Regions from separate parts of the Mus musculus genome. Here regions 2, 3, 4 and 5 are each linked to region 1. A link is a contact called in public Micro-C, promoter capture Hi-C and targeted proximity ligation data. All regions are on one chromosome and are shown on one strand. The core of a region is the stretch at or near the end of the contact, and the rest is flanking DNA. Distances in the headings are between cores, read along the strand shown. Region 1 holds the start of Lrrc10b (leucine rich repeat containing 10B). Region 2 holds the start of Best1 (bestrophin 1). Region 3 holds the start of Fads3 (fatty acid desaturase 3). Region 4 overlaps Fads2 (fatty acid desaturase 2). Region 5 holds the start of Fads2 (fatty acid desaturase 2).

Region 1 (2,616 bases), core at 70-2,569:
GTAGGGATGATTCTACGGATAAGTGATGGCCCTGGTTCCAGGTGAGAACCGGTTCATCTGTCGTGCCATCAGTGGCTCTATCCCAGACTTCTTGGTCTGAAAACTGCCCAGAGGTCAGCCCAGGGACTCTTTCTTACTGCCTAGTACTGTCTGAAGATGGCCTCAGGCCTGCCTGTGCCGGGCAGCTCATTCAATGATGCTCCTTCACTGCCCCAAGTAAGAGGCCCAGCAACACCGTATATCCAAACAACCACAACCTCGCAGAGTCCCTTCTTCCAGAGTAGCCAACCCATCACTCAGGGAAGAGGCTCAGGTGCCCAATCCTGGAGGAGCTTCCAAGGCTCGGAGGCTGTCCCTGGTGGGCCCCAGAGCCCTGGGTCCTGCGCCTCCTATGAGTAGGTCTTCTTCCTCCTCATCATCAAAGGCCCGGGTTGGACGCCGGGCTGGCTGCCGCGGAATGGGTTCGTCGCGCTCAGCCATGCGCTCGACGGCTCCCTCGCCCACTAGGAAAACGGTGTCTGCCACCCGCGGGGGTCCAGTGACTGGGTTGTGGTCGTAGGAGAAAACTCGGAGCGCACGAAGCGGGTGCAGGTCGGGGAAGCCGCCCAGGCGGTTGCGGTCGAGGTCTAGGATGTGCAGCCGGCCCATGCGCAACAGCGCGGGCGGGAACTCTTCGAAGCGATTGCCGTAGAGCCAGAGGCCACGCAAGCCGGTCATGCGCGGCAGCTCGGCGGGCAGCGCGCGCAGCCGGTTGTCGCCCATCTGCAGCGATTGCAGCGCCACCAGGCGCAACAACGGCCGCGGAAAGCGCCGCAGGAAGTTGCCTTCGATCCAGAGGCAGCGCAGGCTCTGCAGCTGCGCAAAGTCGGGTGGCAGCGCCAGCAGACGGTTGCCGCCCAGGTAGAGGCGCGTGAGGCGCGGTAGGCGACACAGGCCGTCGGGCAGGCGCTCCAGCTTGTTGAAGTCGAGCGCCAGGATGCGCAGCTCGCGCAGCTCCTCGATCTCCTCGGGAAGCTCGCGCAGCCCGGTGCCGCTCACATACAGCTTCTGCAAGCGGCTCAATGCGCACACGGCGCTAGGCAGCCGCCGCAACCGCCGCCCGCTCAGCTCCAGCTGCTGCTCGCCGCTGCGCAGCTGCTCCTCGGCGTCCGACGGCAGCTCGTCCGGCGTGGACTCTGCGATGCCCATGGTCACGGGCCCCGGCCCGGGACGCCGCTGCCACCACCCGGCATCGCCACGCCCTGGCCGCCCCGACGGGGCCCGGGCCGCTCCGGCCTCGGGGGCCCCCCGCCCCGGCCTGCCTGTGTGCCGGGAGGGGGGCCGTGCCGAGCCGAGAGGAGGCGCCCGCCTGGGCCCCGCCGCCCCGCACCGCGTTCGGCCACCCGCCCTTCGGCCTCCCCCGCTGCCTCCGCCGGAGGCCGACTGGCTGGAGTTCGAGCTGACTTGCAGCTTAGCGACCCGTCGCCCTGGCAACCCCCGACGCGCGTGCGGCTGCCAATAGGCAAAGGGAGGGCGGGGTGGGGCGGGGCCAAGGAGGACCGTGAGAAGGGTCCTGAAGCTGAAGCTGGTCCCTGGATAGCTAGCCTATCCGTGAGCCAGCCTGAGCCCAGGCGGCGGCTGAGCGCAAACCCGGCACAGGGCTAGTTAGCGCTGAGCCCCGACGTCCGACGCTGTCTAAACTTGCCGCAGCAGGCCATTTGGTTGGTGTAGCTGTGTGTGCTTCAGGGAAAATGGGTCCAGAAGGAAGAAACCTGGGACTGAAAAAAGGGAGGAGGGATACTGGAGTAGTACCTGAAGGCGAAGTCACTTACTTTACCCCTCCACCCCCGACGTCCAGCGGCGTGCGGCCAGTCTCCCAGTTGGGGTCACTTCAGGATAGTAACTCGGAACAATGTTATGTTCTGGTCTTTTTTAGATCTGAGGATTTGTGGGACTATGCTTGGCTCCGCCCTCCCCGGATTCCGCCCATTGCTGGTGCTCTAGCACCCGCTCATACCCAAGCCCCTCCGAGAACACCCAAGGTCTATGTGTGGCCATGGTGGGCAGAGGACTGGGACAAGCGCCTACCTTTGAGTGGCACCGACAACAATCATCTTGGTTCTATGACTCGGCTGCTCTCACTAGCCTCCTCCCTTTTCTCTCTGCCAGAGCTCCACGTGTCTGTCACTTTGCCAAAAGCTACTTCCCATACTTTAAAAAAGAGGCATTGAGCAAGGCTCAAAGACATTAAGCTTTGGTTGACCAGAAAAGCTGGCGTTTGAAGCCAGGCAGTGTGACTCAAGAACCCAACTCCTAAGCATACACCTTCCCAGTAAAAGAAAACACAGCATTCCACCCACCCCTCCAGCGAGTTTTTCCTCAACAGAGTCTCTGACTCACAATGCAAAAACTAAGAAAGGAATTATTAATCCCACAGAAATGAGGAGGAAAGCGGCCTCCTGAGATTAGAAAAACCTGCTTGAGGGTTATACAAGGGACAAGAGGTTGTACCGTGAGCGCTCAGTCAACAGACCACTTTCTCCTCCCTGCCCCACTCCCACCTTCTCTAGGACCTAGCTGTCAGAACTTAGTGTCCTCCAATCCATCCATACTGCCATGGAAGTTTGAAATTAGGAC
Region 2 (2,616 bases), core at 51-2,550, 460 kb before region 1:
CTGGGGATCCAGTGCAGGGTTTCATGCACACCAGGCAAGAACTCCTCCCACTGAGATAAATCCCAGTCCAATAAATATATATTTAATTAAAGTTGAATATGTTTCTAGCAGAGTAGTTCAAAACAAAACACCTGTAAACACTGCCTTAAACACTGCCTTAATGGACTCCTGCATCCCTTATGTTGGTCACTAGAGGTCACCATTGACTTAGTTCTTGCCAGGGAAGCCTAGTCCAGTTGTTCAGGTGTCAGTGATCATCAAAGTTGTCTTTGGAAGTCGCCGTTATCTCCTTGACCATTACCAGTAGCTACATAGTATTTTAGAAGAGCTGGGAAGTGCTGGAGAACTTCTTTGGTTTTCTGTGAAGCCCAGTTCTTCACCGTTAACCAGTTCTTCACTTGCTAGTGCTGCTCTCTGCTTCTTCCAGTCTCAAGATGTCTCCAGAGACACTGTGAACAATCTGCTCCTAGACCCACACAACTCTAAGCACATTCAAACATAAGACATGGTGTCCCACGGGCCTCAAACACAAATGTGTCTCCAGTCAACCAGACAGGCCTCAGGTATACAGTAAAGCCCAAGACATACCTGGATACAGGACCCCAGAATAACCTCCTACAAGGAGAGTGCCCAGCGCAGCCAAGACCACTCTCCCTTTCCATCCCACAAGAAGTTATTCAACAAAACATCTCTGATACCAGGGTAGAATCTGTTCTAACTCCTGCCTCTAAGAAGACAAGAGTTGAGAGACTCTAAAAAAAAATATTTAAAACCTCCAGCAGAGAATGGGAGTGAGAGTGTCTGAGAGGCCAGGGAAGCCTACAGAGTGGGAGCTCTGGAGTTGGTGTTTGAAGCAGGAGTAGAAGCTCACTGAGCCGAGAAGATGTAAGCACATAAGAACAGCCCACGGCAAGTCACTGAGGCATTGCCGAGGGACTGTTGAGTGTAAAACACTCAGGTGACACTGGTGCTCAAGGCAGACCTTTTGGCCAAGGCCACATCACTACCAATGAACCAGGACTAGGACCCGGGACCTAAAGTCTTCTAAGTTTGGGTCCTGGGCCCTTTCTACCACGAACCATGACCTCTGCCCTGGAGGAGGGTTACCTGGGGCCTGAGGCTTACCTGTTAGGGTTTCTGTAGGGTTTGAAGGGAGGTCTGAGGAATGAAGGGTGTGCAGAGAAGACTTTGATGGTAGCAGAGCCCATGCTCTCTAGCCCTCTGGTAGAGAGTCATGTCAGGGAGCAAGCAGAGCACATAGGGCTGATGGGTGAAGGTTCTGGACCCAGAACATTACAGCCTCCTCATCTAAGATCGCCATGGCAACAAGAGCATCACAGAGGGCCTGACCTTTGCCAGGCAGGTAGAAGAGGACCAGACTTGGCAGAGGGCAGTAAGCAGTAGGCCCTGGGCTGGGCCTGGCAGACCTGGCTGCTGTCTCCAGGTTCTGCATAGGGTGCCTGCTAGCCCACTCTCCTCCTCTGGGCCAATCACAGAATAAACAGGGAAGAAACCAAGAGGTGGATTAACACAGCTGGACAGGGAGGCAGAGGACATATAGTGCCACTCCAGGGACAGGAAGGAAGACAGTCAATACCTCTTTCCTGACACGAAGCAGCTCTCATTGCTAAAGCTCTGGGAGACTGGCATAATAACCTCTGACCTTTTCAGAGGGGCAACAGGGATAAGGTGAGACAGGGAAAGGCTGGGAGACAAGTCCCAGCACCACCAAGCCATATCCCACAGATAGCAATGAAATAATACAGAATAGACCAGAACCAACCCAGAAAGAGACACATGGTGAGAACTCAGCACAACCTGGGGGAAAGCTAGGATCTCTAGTCGTGTGGTGCTTCATGGACTCCACCCTGCAGCTACCAGCCAGGTGAGGACCTGACCCTACCCTTACCTCTCACCAAATCCCCATCTGTTCAGTGAATTTATTTGTTTGTATGTATGTATGTATGTATGTATGTATGTATGTATTTAGTTTTTGGTCTTATGTGTATAGGTGTTTATCTGTATAACATATGCATGCCTGGTACCTGATGCAGCCAGAAGAGGGCACAGTATCCCTTGAGACTTGAGTTTCAGATGGTTGTGAGTCAACATGTGGGTGCTGGAGATCAAAGTCAGGTCCTCCGGAAGAAGAGCCATTGCTCTTAACTGGTGAGCCACAGTTGACTGAATTCTTGATACAAAGACCTACTACATAGTCCAAGTTCCTTGGGGGATATCAAGCAGCAAAAGCCTTTTTCTCTGTGGGCTCCTCAGCCTCAGTGAATTGCTTTGCCTGTCTATTTCCTCTTAGAACATGGACTCTTACACTGAGGCCCCTTAGCACGCACACACACTATACAACACACACACACACACACTGAGGCCCCTGAGCACACACACACACACACTATACAACAGATTGTTAGAGATGCAAGGATCTGAGGCTTCCACCCCAGACCTCCTCAGTCATAATCTGCATTTCATTTTTTTTTTTTTAGTTTTGTTTACTTATTGGTGTGTGTGTGTGTGTGTGTGTGTGTGTGTGTGTGTGTGCTTGAATACCACAGTACACATTCGGAGGTCAGAGGACAACTTTCAGGAGTTGGTTCTCTCCTT
Region 3 (2,616 bases), core at 86-2,585, 420 kb before region 1:
CCTGATGTCACCTCTCCTCATCTCACAGGTCCCAGGTATCTAACCAACATTCTTTAGAGTATTGCTCGCCTCTGCTTTCCTCCTTGTCCTGTGTATTTAGGCCTGTAATAGTTGCATCTGGAGTGAATGCTTTCAGCCTTTTTTAGTCTTATTGTTCCCTAAACAATGCAGTGAACAATTATTTATAGAGCATTTACATCACATTAGACATTATTAAGAATTCAGAGCTGACTTAAAGTGTATGAGGGGATATGTGAAGGTTACATGCATATACTGGTTTTTTGTAGGCAAGAAACACAGGTTGGTTTTGTTATCCACAGGGGTGCCTTAGAGGTCAGGTCACCTACAAATCCTTAGGTAGACCAAGAGGAAATGTTTGCACATTGGAAAAAATACACTTTAAGGTTCTGAAAAGATTTGCTCCCAACAAACAGGTCTGCCTCACCTTTCTGCCCTGAGTCACACTAGGGTGGTGTGCGGGAGTCTGTTTTAACTAGCCCTCAAGGAAATTCTGATGGACCTTCAAGTTTGCCAGTTGTGAAAGCTTTTAACTTTTAAGGAACTGATGTCTGTCTCAAAGAAACATCGTACAATTGGGAACGTAGTTACACTCTCAAGAGGATTTGAATTTAATAAGTCAAAAATGTGACACCATGAATGGGGAGAACTGGGAGGTGGTGACAAGCAAGCCACCCATTGCAGACTGGACCATTCTTTCATCTCCTGAACGGCAGACCTCCACGCAGCAGTGTCCTCTGCTCCTCCTCCAGTGGCCAACCTGGGCATCCCCAATCCTGCGTACAGCCAGGAGGAGAGGCCATCTGCTCCTGCAGATTGCTTTAGATGGCTTCCTCGCGTGGATATTGAGGGTTTACTGGGGGATGAGGTCCATTGTTTGGTGGCTGTTGACAGTCACCCCAAGGTAGTGTCCTCATTTCTAGCTACCTGGGATGCCTGGTTAAAGACCGGTGACGTCCCTAACTACATTTCTCAGCCTTTCAGGGCTCAGACTTGGGCTCATTTCGGGCCCCTGCGGGTGTGCCTGGGCGCAGCGGCCTGCAGGACTCCCGTGCGCGCTGGGTCCCCATCCCCCGCCTTCTCAGTTGAGCCGAGAGTCCGAGAAACTGGGGGGGGGGGGGGGCAGTGCCCCGGGGGCAGTGCCGGGCGTGGTGGCCCCAGGCCCTCGAGGGTGGGGCAAGCCCCTTCGCGACACCGCCCTCCCCGGGCAGCCAATAGATGTGGAGGCGCCGCGCCTGGATTGGAGCGAGAGCGGGACTGGCCAGCGCGGGGGCCGGGACGAGGGGCGGGCGAGGCGAGCGCTGTCAGCGCGGTTATAAGGGAGGGAAAAGTTCCCTGCGCGGAGAGCCGGGCAGGCGCACGCTCTTACGGCGGCCGCAGCGGCAGGGCGGGGCCGGTGGGGCGGGCGGAGGAAGACCCCTGATTGCCACCTCGCCTCCCTCAGTGTCTCTCTTAGACCTTGGTCACGTACCGGGGTCCGGAGGACTTGTGTACAGCGGCAATGGGCGGTGTCGGGGAGCCCGGAGGGGGACCCGGGCCGCGGGAGGGGCCCGCACCGCTGGGGGCGCCCCTACCCATCTTCCGCTGGGAGCAGATCCGCCAGCATGACCTACCAGGCGACAAGTGGCTGGTCATCGAGCGCCGTGTCTACGACATCAGCCGCTGGGCACAGCGGCACCCAGGGGGTAGCCGCCTCATCGGCCACCACGGTGCGGAGGACGCCACGGTAAGCTAACCCACAGCCGGCGGGGTGGAGCCTGGCACTAGCGGTGGAGAGGGAGACGTTGTTCATAGGCTTGGCGTCTCATTCCACCTGCGGACCTTAGCATCCTTTTTGCTCTTTCTGACCTTTGACCCCTTCCCTGGCTCCAGAGTTGAGATGGAGCCTGAGGGAAGGAGGTCTCTTTCTTTCACGGAGGATGGGCTGTTTGGGTCAGTCTGTGGAATAAATAGATCTCAGGGAAGAATGGGCCCCCAGAGGTGGGTGTGCCGTGAGGGGCAGATTCTGCCCCAGGTAAGTACCCTCACTGTTGTACTGAGGGTTTCTTTTCTGCTCTGAGTGTCACAGACTATTTTCTGGTGCTTCCAAGAGCCTGGGGCAGGGCTGGGTCCCTAGCGATAGGGACGTGCCATCAGAAACTGGGGGCTGGGCAGCAGAGCTTGGGCAGGGCCTGGAGGTCTGTGGCTTATCCAGCACTTGTGTAGACTGTTCTGAGGGCCAGTGACTCACCTCTGCTGGGCTGGCAGCTACACGTGGGAAGACTTTGCCAGGCTGGGTGGGCCTCCACGGGAAGCACAGTCACCCCAGTCACCGACTAGCCCCTGGGGACTCTGGCTTCCCATTCTCAGTCCGTGTCTAGACAAGAAGGGATGGAACTGGCCTGAAGGACTATCTGGCTAGAGCCCAGTGGTGAAGCAATTTCCCAGACCCTTCCTCCTTCAGTCCCACTCCATGGACAAAGGTTGAGGCCATGGTGCTCTGCCCTCGACTATCCAAAATTGTAGGTTAGTCACATTGGGTACCCGGAAGGTCTTTAAGACTGGAGGGAATGATTCTCTAGTGGAAGAACTTGGTGGCAGCAGAGGAGGTTCTCTGTG
Region 4 (2,616 bases), core at 52-2,551, 390 kb before region 1:
TTCCTGCCTTTCTGATAGCAGCAACCTCAAGCCACAGCGTATACTGTGGCCTTGAAGGCGAAGCCTAGCTCTACCTGAAGGGCAAGGGACATCTAGTAAAGATGGATTGTCCTAAGACCCAGCCAGCCCTCTGCTACTCTCCTATTAAGAAGAATTCTGTAGGAAATGTTAACACAACAGCTAAAACAAACAAGCAAACAAACATCTGTAAAGACAGGGATGAGCCAAAAAGAAGCCAAGTGCTGGCTAGATTGGCAGCTCTATCCTGGGGAGAGCTGCTCAGGGGCTCTCCTGCAAGGTCCACATTCTCTAGACCAAGCATCTGGAACTGGCCAGAGGATCTGGAAAAAGATCTGATCCTTCTAGAATCTTGGGCCTTTTAACTCAGAAGCACCTGACTGTAGTGGGAGAGGTTAAAGTTCCAGGCTGGTCAGTCCCTCCTTCAACCTGGCTACTGCCTCTCCTGAGCCCGCACAAGGAACACTCCCTTTGGTTTCTGGAGTTGGGTAGATGATGAAATAGAACCTGTACAAACCCTATGGTCTGGAGTTGTGATGGTGGGCATGAGAGAACTTTTCCTTGGTCCTCAAAGTCTAAGGTGGTCCTTGGCAGCTGGAAAGAAGCCTCAAGTACCAATCCCAGCCATGGGAAAGACACTCAGAACGAAGCATGTCTTCACCCAAATGACTACACCATAATGCTGACAGGGAGTGTAGAGCCAAGTCCTGGACTCCTGTTCCACAGGCCCCCAGAGTGTCTGTGGGACAGAAGGGGGTGGGGACTAGGCTGCCAGGAGCAGAATCTCATACCAGGAATCTTTAGGTGCAGAAGTTAAAGGCAGACGCGTAACCACCTGAGACAACCACCTCTCCGGCTCTCTGGGAGAAGGGACTGGGAGGCAGAGGGGATGGGGTCAGGGCTGACAAAGGGGGAACTCCATGAGAATGGAGTAGGTAGGGGTGAGGGAAGAGGAATAACAAGAAAGGATGCAAGCCCGGGGAATGTGAGGCAGCAGACACTTCAGTCTCATGAGAACCCTTCAGAACAAAAGCCCTCCCCTCCCTCTGGCTGTCACCCAACAGTGCCCCTTTCCCGAGGGTGCCCGGAGGACGGCAGCTTCATTTATGGAGGTAAGCATCCAGCCACAGCTCCCCAGACTTCTTCAGTGAACTGCAAATAGAGAGAGGGGGGCAGGGCTCAGGAACCAGATGGAAGGAACCTCGGCCTCCAGGCAGTGAGACTTGTGGGAAGTCATGTTGGGGCGGCAGGTGCTTCCTCTCAGCTACTGACTAGGGCTCACCACTTACCACAGGATACCACAGGAGCTGTGGGCTACTGACTAATACACCCCAGAGAAACCCCTGGGAAAGGAGAGAGGGGAGGTCCTCTTCTAGCCCTGGGTAGACAGGAATCCCCACTGTGAGCTAGAGTCCCTACTGTGAGTAAGGCCAGCCATGTGCCTCTCACCTCCTCAGCCCCACCTCATCTCTGGCCCCTTCCAGTGCTCCAGAGCTTCAGCCCTTGTGGAGCTCACCCCTCACCTCACAATGTCGATCAGGGCCCTCAGCAACGGCTTCTCCTGGTATTCAATGCCATGCTTGGCGCAGAGAGACTTCACCAGTGGGGCAATCTTGTGCAGGTTGTGACGTGGCATAGTGGGGAAGAGGCTGGGGGAGCAGGTGGGCAGAGTGAGTGCAACCCAAGACCCATGTTCTCCACCTCCTCTCCAACCCAGGGAGGCAGGCAGGGCTGAGGTCCTATCTTAAACCAGGACTAGACTGTGGCTCCTGCCAACTGCCTGAAGATGTTACTGGTGGTGTGTAGAGGGGCAATTTATGAACAGGGGCACTGCAGAAAGCCGAATTGAACAGCCAAACACAAGAGTCTTATGTTAAAAAACAAAAAGAAAAAGGGTATCAGGGCTCACGCCCCTGGCCTCATCATGTGGGAGGCCAAGGCAGAAGACCTATGTAAGTTCAACACTAAGCCAAAAAAAAAAAAAAAAGGAAATGAAAGAAACGGATGGAAGATGAGAAGAATAAGAAAAGATGAGAGATACAGGAAGAGGCAGCAGGCAGCAGGGACCCTTTGGGCCCCTGTGTACCAGATATGCTATCTAGCTGGTCCTCAGTTTCCCAGCCAATAACCAGGCCCCTTATAGGTCTGCAGGATAGTCTTGTAAGCTTTCTATATCTGCAAAGAGGCCACACGTGAAGGAGTGCAGTCCCCAGGATGGCCCATGTGGCACAGAGCCTGGACAGCAATGCCTCCAGGGCACGCTGATCCCAGAGCCCCTCTCCTGCCCAGCTGTGCTCTAGGGTGGGGTGGTGGTGGTTTTGCCAAGAAGAGAAGATAAACCTCATGGCACCCTTGGCCTGTGGGTTAGTGGCCACTGCCCTCCCGCTCCTTGTCTCCCCTCTTCCCCCCACACCCCCAACATTGCTGGGCTGTACTCACTGGTGCTCAATCTGGAAATTGAGGTGCCCGCTGAACCAGTCATTGAAGAAGGACTGCTCCACATTGCAGGTGGCTGCCAGCTGCAGAGGGGACAGGGCATCAGTGGCTGGTGTGTAAGAACAAAACCAAAGGACCTGGACTTACCCCATAAAGGTCACC
Region 5 (2,616 bases), core at 63-2,562, 360 kb before region 1:
TTCTCAGCCTCCTCCCACTCGTCTTTCCCAAGCTCTCTCCAGCTACATCTTTTCCTCTGCTTTCAGCCCACCAAGAAAGGTGCCAAGAAAGGTCTGGCTTTCCTCTTTGACTTTGTTTCTCCTCTTACCCACCTGACTACACAATCACTTTATGGTTGGGGGTGGGGCCAGGCACGGTATGGGGTACTGTGCAATATAGGATAGCCTCCGTTCCACAGAGGTCTCAGAGACTTCAACAACCTCCATGAGTGCAAGAGGGGAAGGGTGATCCTGGCAGGATCTAAAAACAGAGGGCCATTGAGTTGAATGTCCGATAGTAACCCCAGAGGCAGATGGACCTGTTGCCAAGCCAGTCTTAGATTCACCTTCTAGATCCCCTGCGGACCTGAATTTTGCAAAATCCAGCCCGTTCGCCTTCCACCAATTCCCCACCAGGATTTCCCAGAAGGCTGGCACTTGGAGTGAGTCGGGATAATCCTCGGGAGCGTGGGAATCTGAACTACTAGGAAGTCTCTGTCGGGCAGCCATTGTGGACCTTCTTAGACAGGAGTCCAAGCAGGAGCGAGTCCTGGCCAGGAACCAGCTTTCCTTCTCCGCCCCCTGGTCTGGCAGGAGAGTCCCACATATGGCTGCCCGCTCTCAGGCTCCTCTCCCCGGCGCCCAAGGGTGGCCATCTTCCACTTGGGGAGCGCCGAACACGAAGGCTGGAGCGCCCCCTTTGGAGAGTCCCAGGCTCCGGCTGGAACAGCGCGCAGTATGCGCTGTGAACATGCACCGGGCACAGTTTACCACTGATGGGACTTCCACAGAGGTGCTAAGGCCTGGCGTCCAAAAGGCTCGGCCAAAGTCTGCCCAGTTGACCCAGAGGAGAACGATTCCAGGAGGGAGGTGAGGGCAGTTGGTACACTTTCTTTCCCTGCTGAACGTCCTGCGCTCCTTTAAGAACCGGGGATCTGTTTGGCGCCCAGGGACCCCGGGCTCCTGACACCAGCCTGCAGCAGACAAGAGTGGCTGGCACCCCCAGACTCTTACCGTAGCATCTTCTCCCGAATAGTGTCCGATGACACGGTGGCCCCCCGGGTGCCGCTGGGACCATTTGGTAACGTTGTAGACCTTGCGGTCGATGACGAGCCACCGGTCGGTGCGCAGGTTGTGCTTCTGAATCTCCTCCCAACGGAAGGTGGGCATCGGAGCCTGGCGCTCGGTGCTCCCCTCTCCCTGGTTACCTCCCTTCCCCATGCTGCCAGTCTACCCGGATGCCCCGTGCGCTACGGCCTCCGGGCGCCCGCGGCTCGCAACACCGACGGTCCCTCTCCTGGCCGCAGTGTGCGGTCGGCGCCCTCCTCGCTTTCGGCTTTTGTCTTCTACTCCTCCTCCCACCGTGCCTCCTCCCCTCGCTTTCGCTCCTCCTCGCCTTCACTAGCTAGCCAGTACCCCTGCCTTCCCTCAGGAGTACCCCTGGCTTCCCAGTGCCCCCAAGCGGTCCCCTTCCTCCGCCCACCCTAGGCCCGCCTGCTGTGGACTTTTGCCTCCGGTGAAAACTCCAGGATAGCTCAGGGCCTCGCTGCCTCCTCCCCCCACCCCTCTGGCTCCCCCCGTTCCCGGCTCCGCATCCTCCCGAGTTCCCCGCCACCCGGGTTTCCACAGTGATCAGCAGAGCGCCTGCACCAATCAGGGCTCGTCGCCCCGCCTGCCATTGGCCCAGGAGGATCTTTCGAAGGCCAGCGGGCTGGAGCGGCGGGTCCGCGGCTTCCCCCTCCCTCGCGCCCGCCCGCATGGAGTTAAGCCCTGCTGGGCGGTCGGCGACGTGTCTGACCTCCTCCTCCTCCCTTCGCTGCCTGGAGCCGGGGAAGCGGGAGTAGATCTCTGAGAAGCTGGGAGGGGAGAGCGGGGGGCGGGGGGGGGGGCGGGGGCGGCAGCTGGGCTTTTCTTTGCGCGCTTCAGAGCGCCAACGCGCTCGGCCGGGGATTTGCACCTGATGCTCGCACAAAGGAGGCGCAGCGGTTATGGTGAACAACGCTCGGCCTCCGGCTAAACAAGGCCCCCTCCTGGGCTGTCATGACTAGGTGATATTTCTGCCTGGCTAGATGGGACTCAAGTCTCCTGTATCTCACATTGTCTAAGAGATCCATATTGTTTATTGCTTTCCTGAAACCTTCCTAGAGAAAGGAGCCAGGAGTGGGTCTCTGTTTAACCAGGGCTCTGAATCCTTTCAACTTGGTCATCTTGGAAAAGAACGGTGGAATCTCTGCTTTCTTCCTCGTGCTAAGTGCCGCGGGAGTGGCTTCTGGGGAGGGTGCCAGGATAAACTGGACACCTTTCTTGTCTTCGACTGAGAAAGAGTTCACAAGCCTGGTTGGGAAACATGAAAGCAATAAAAGCCCGCGATTGATTTGACAGTAGTACACCACTTGCAGGCAAGAGAGACACTGATACCAAGGGAGTATAGTAGGAAGAAAGGCCCTATTCGCTAAAGTCTCACCACAATCCTATGATATTGTTATAGCTAACTTCAAAATGAAGAGTCTGAGGGTAAGAGAGATAAAATGGTCAAGACATACATGCTTAGCTAGTGGCCCTGTTTGGCCTCTTCCATGACCCTTTCAAGACTTTGGG

Evidence for each region. Promoter capture Hi-C pulls out the DNA fragments that hold promoters and counts their contacts. A called contact is a pair of places that touch in the nucleus more often than the background predicts.
Region 2: a promoter capture Hi-C map of embryonic stem cells shows a contact between it and region 1, with 8 read pairs. A contact is called at or near these places in 1 of 39 promoter capture datasets (embryonic stem cells), 1 of 484 Hi-C or Micro-C datasets (the G1E-ER4 cell line) and 1 of 130 datasets of targeted methods (pancreatic cancer cells).
Region 3: a targeted proximity ligation map of pancreatic cancer cells shows a contact between it and region 1. A contact is called at or near these places in 3 of 39 promoter capture datasets (embryonic stem cells, liver and stem cell-derived epiblast-like cells), 1 of 130 datasets of targeted methods (pancreatic cancer cells) and 1 of 9 other capture datasets (adipose tissue).
Region 4: a contact with region 1 is called in a promoter capture Hi-C map of pre-B cells, with 2.5 times the contacts expected there. A contact is called at or near these places in 3 of 39 promoter capture datasets (the SN4741 cell line, embryonic stem cells and pre-B cells), 1 of 484 Hi-C or Micro-C datasets (bone marrow-derived macrophages) and 2 of 130 datasets of targeted methods (large pre-B cells and pancreatic cancer cells).
Region 5: a Micro-C map of embryonic stem cells shows a contact between it and region 1, with 6 times the contacts expected there. A contact is called at or near these places in 3 of 39 promoter capture datasets (all in embryonic stem cells) and 1 of 484 Hi-C or Micro-C datasets (embryonic stem cells).

The regions. Positions count from the first base shown.
Region 1 is chr19:10,456,128-10,458,743 of GRCm38.p6, forward strand. Lrrc10b (leucine rich repeat containing 10B) reads right to left here and starts at 1,320. Exons shown (of 1, transcript NM_001111140.2): 1 at 1-1,320. The coding sequence starts at 1,188. The coding sequence ends at 310.
Region 2 is chr19:10,000,333-10,002,948 of GRCm38.p6, forward strand. It overlaps Best1 (bestrophin 1), which reads right to left and starts at 1,301. Exons shown (of 12, transcript NM_011913.2): 1 at 1,126-1,301. It also overlaps a transcript of Rab3il1 not described here.
Region 3 is chr19:10,040,213-10,042,828 of GRCm38.p6, forward strand. Fads3 (fatty acid desaturase 3) reads left to right here and starts at 1,336. Exons shown (of 12, transcript NM_021890.3): 1 at 1,336-1,744. The coding sequence starts at 1,520.
Region 4 is chr19:10,063,145-10,065,760 of GRCm38.p6, forward strand. Fads2 (fatty acid desaturase 2) reads right to left here. Exons shown (of 12, transcript NM_019699.2): 10 at 2,458-2,537; 11 at 1,542-1,667; 12 at 1-1,170. The coding sequence ends at 1,119. Among named protein-coding and RNA genes, the nearest start is that of Gm29917, 17 kb to the left of the region's middle.
Region 5 is chr19:10,100,191-10,102,806 of GRCm38.p6, forward strand. Fads2 (fatty acid desaturase 2) reads right to left here and starts at 1,313. Exons shown (of 12, transcript NM_019699.2): 1 at 1,033-1,313. The coding sequence starts at 1,239.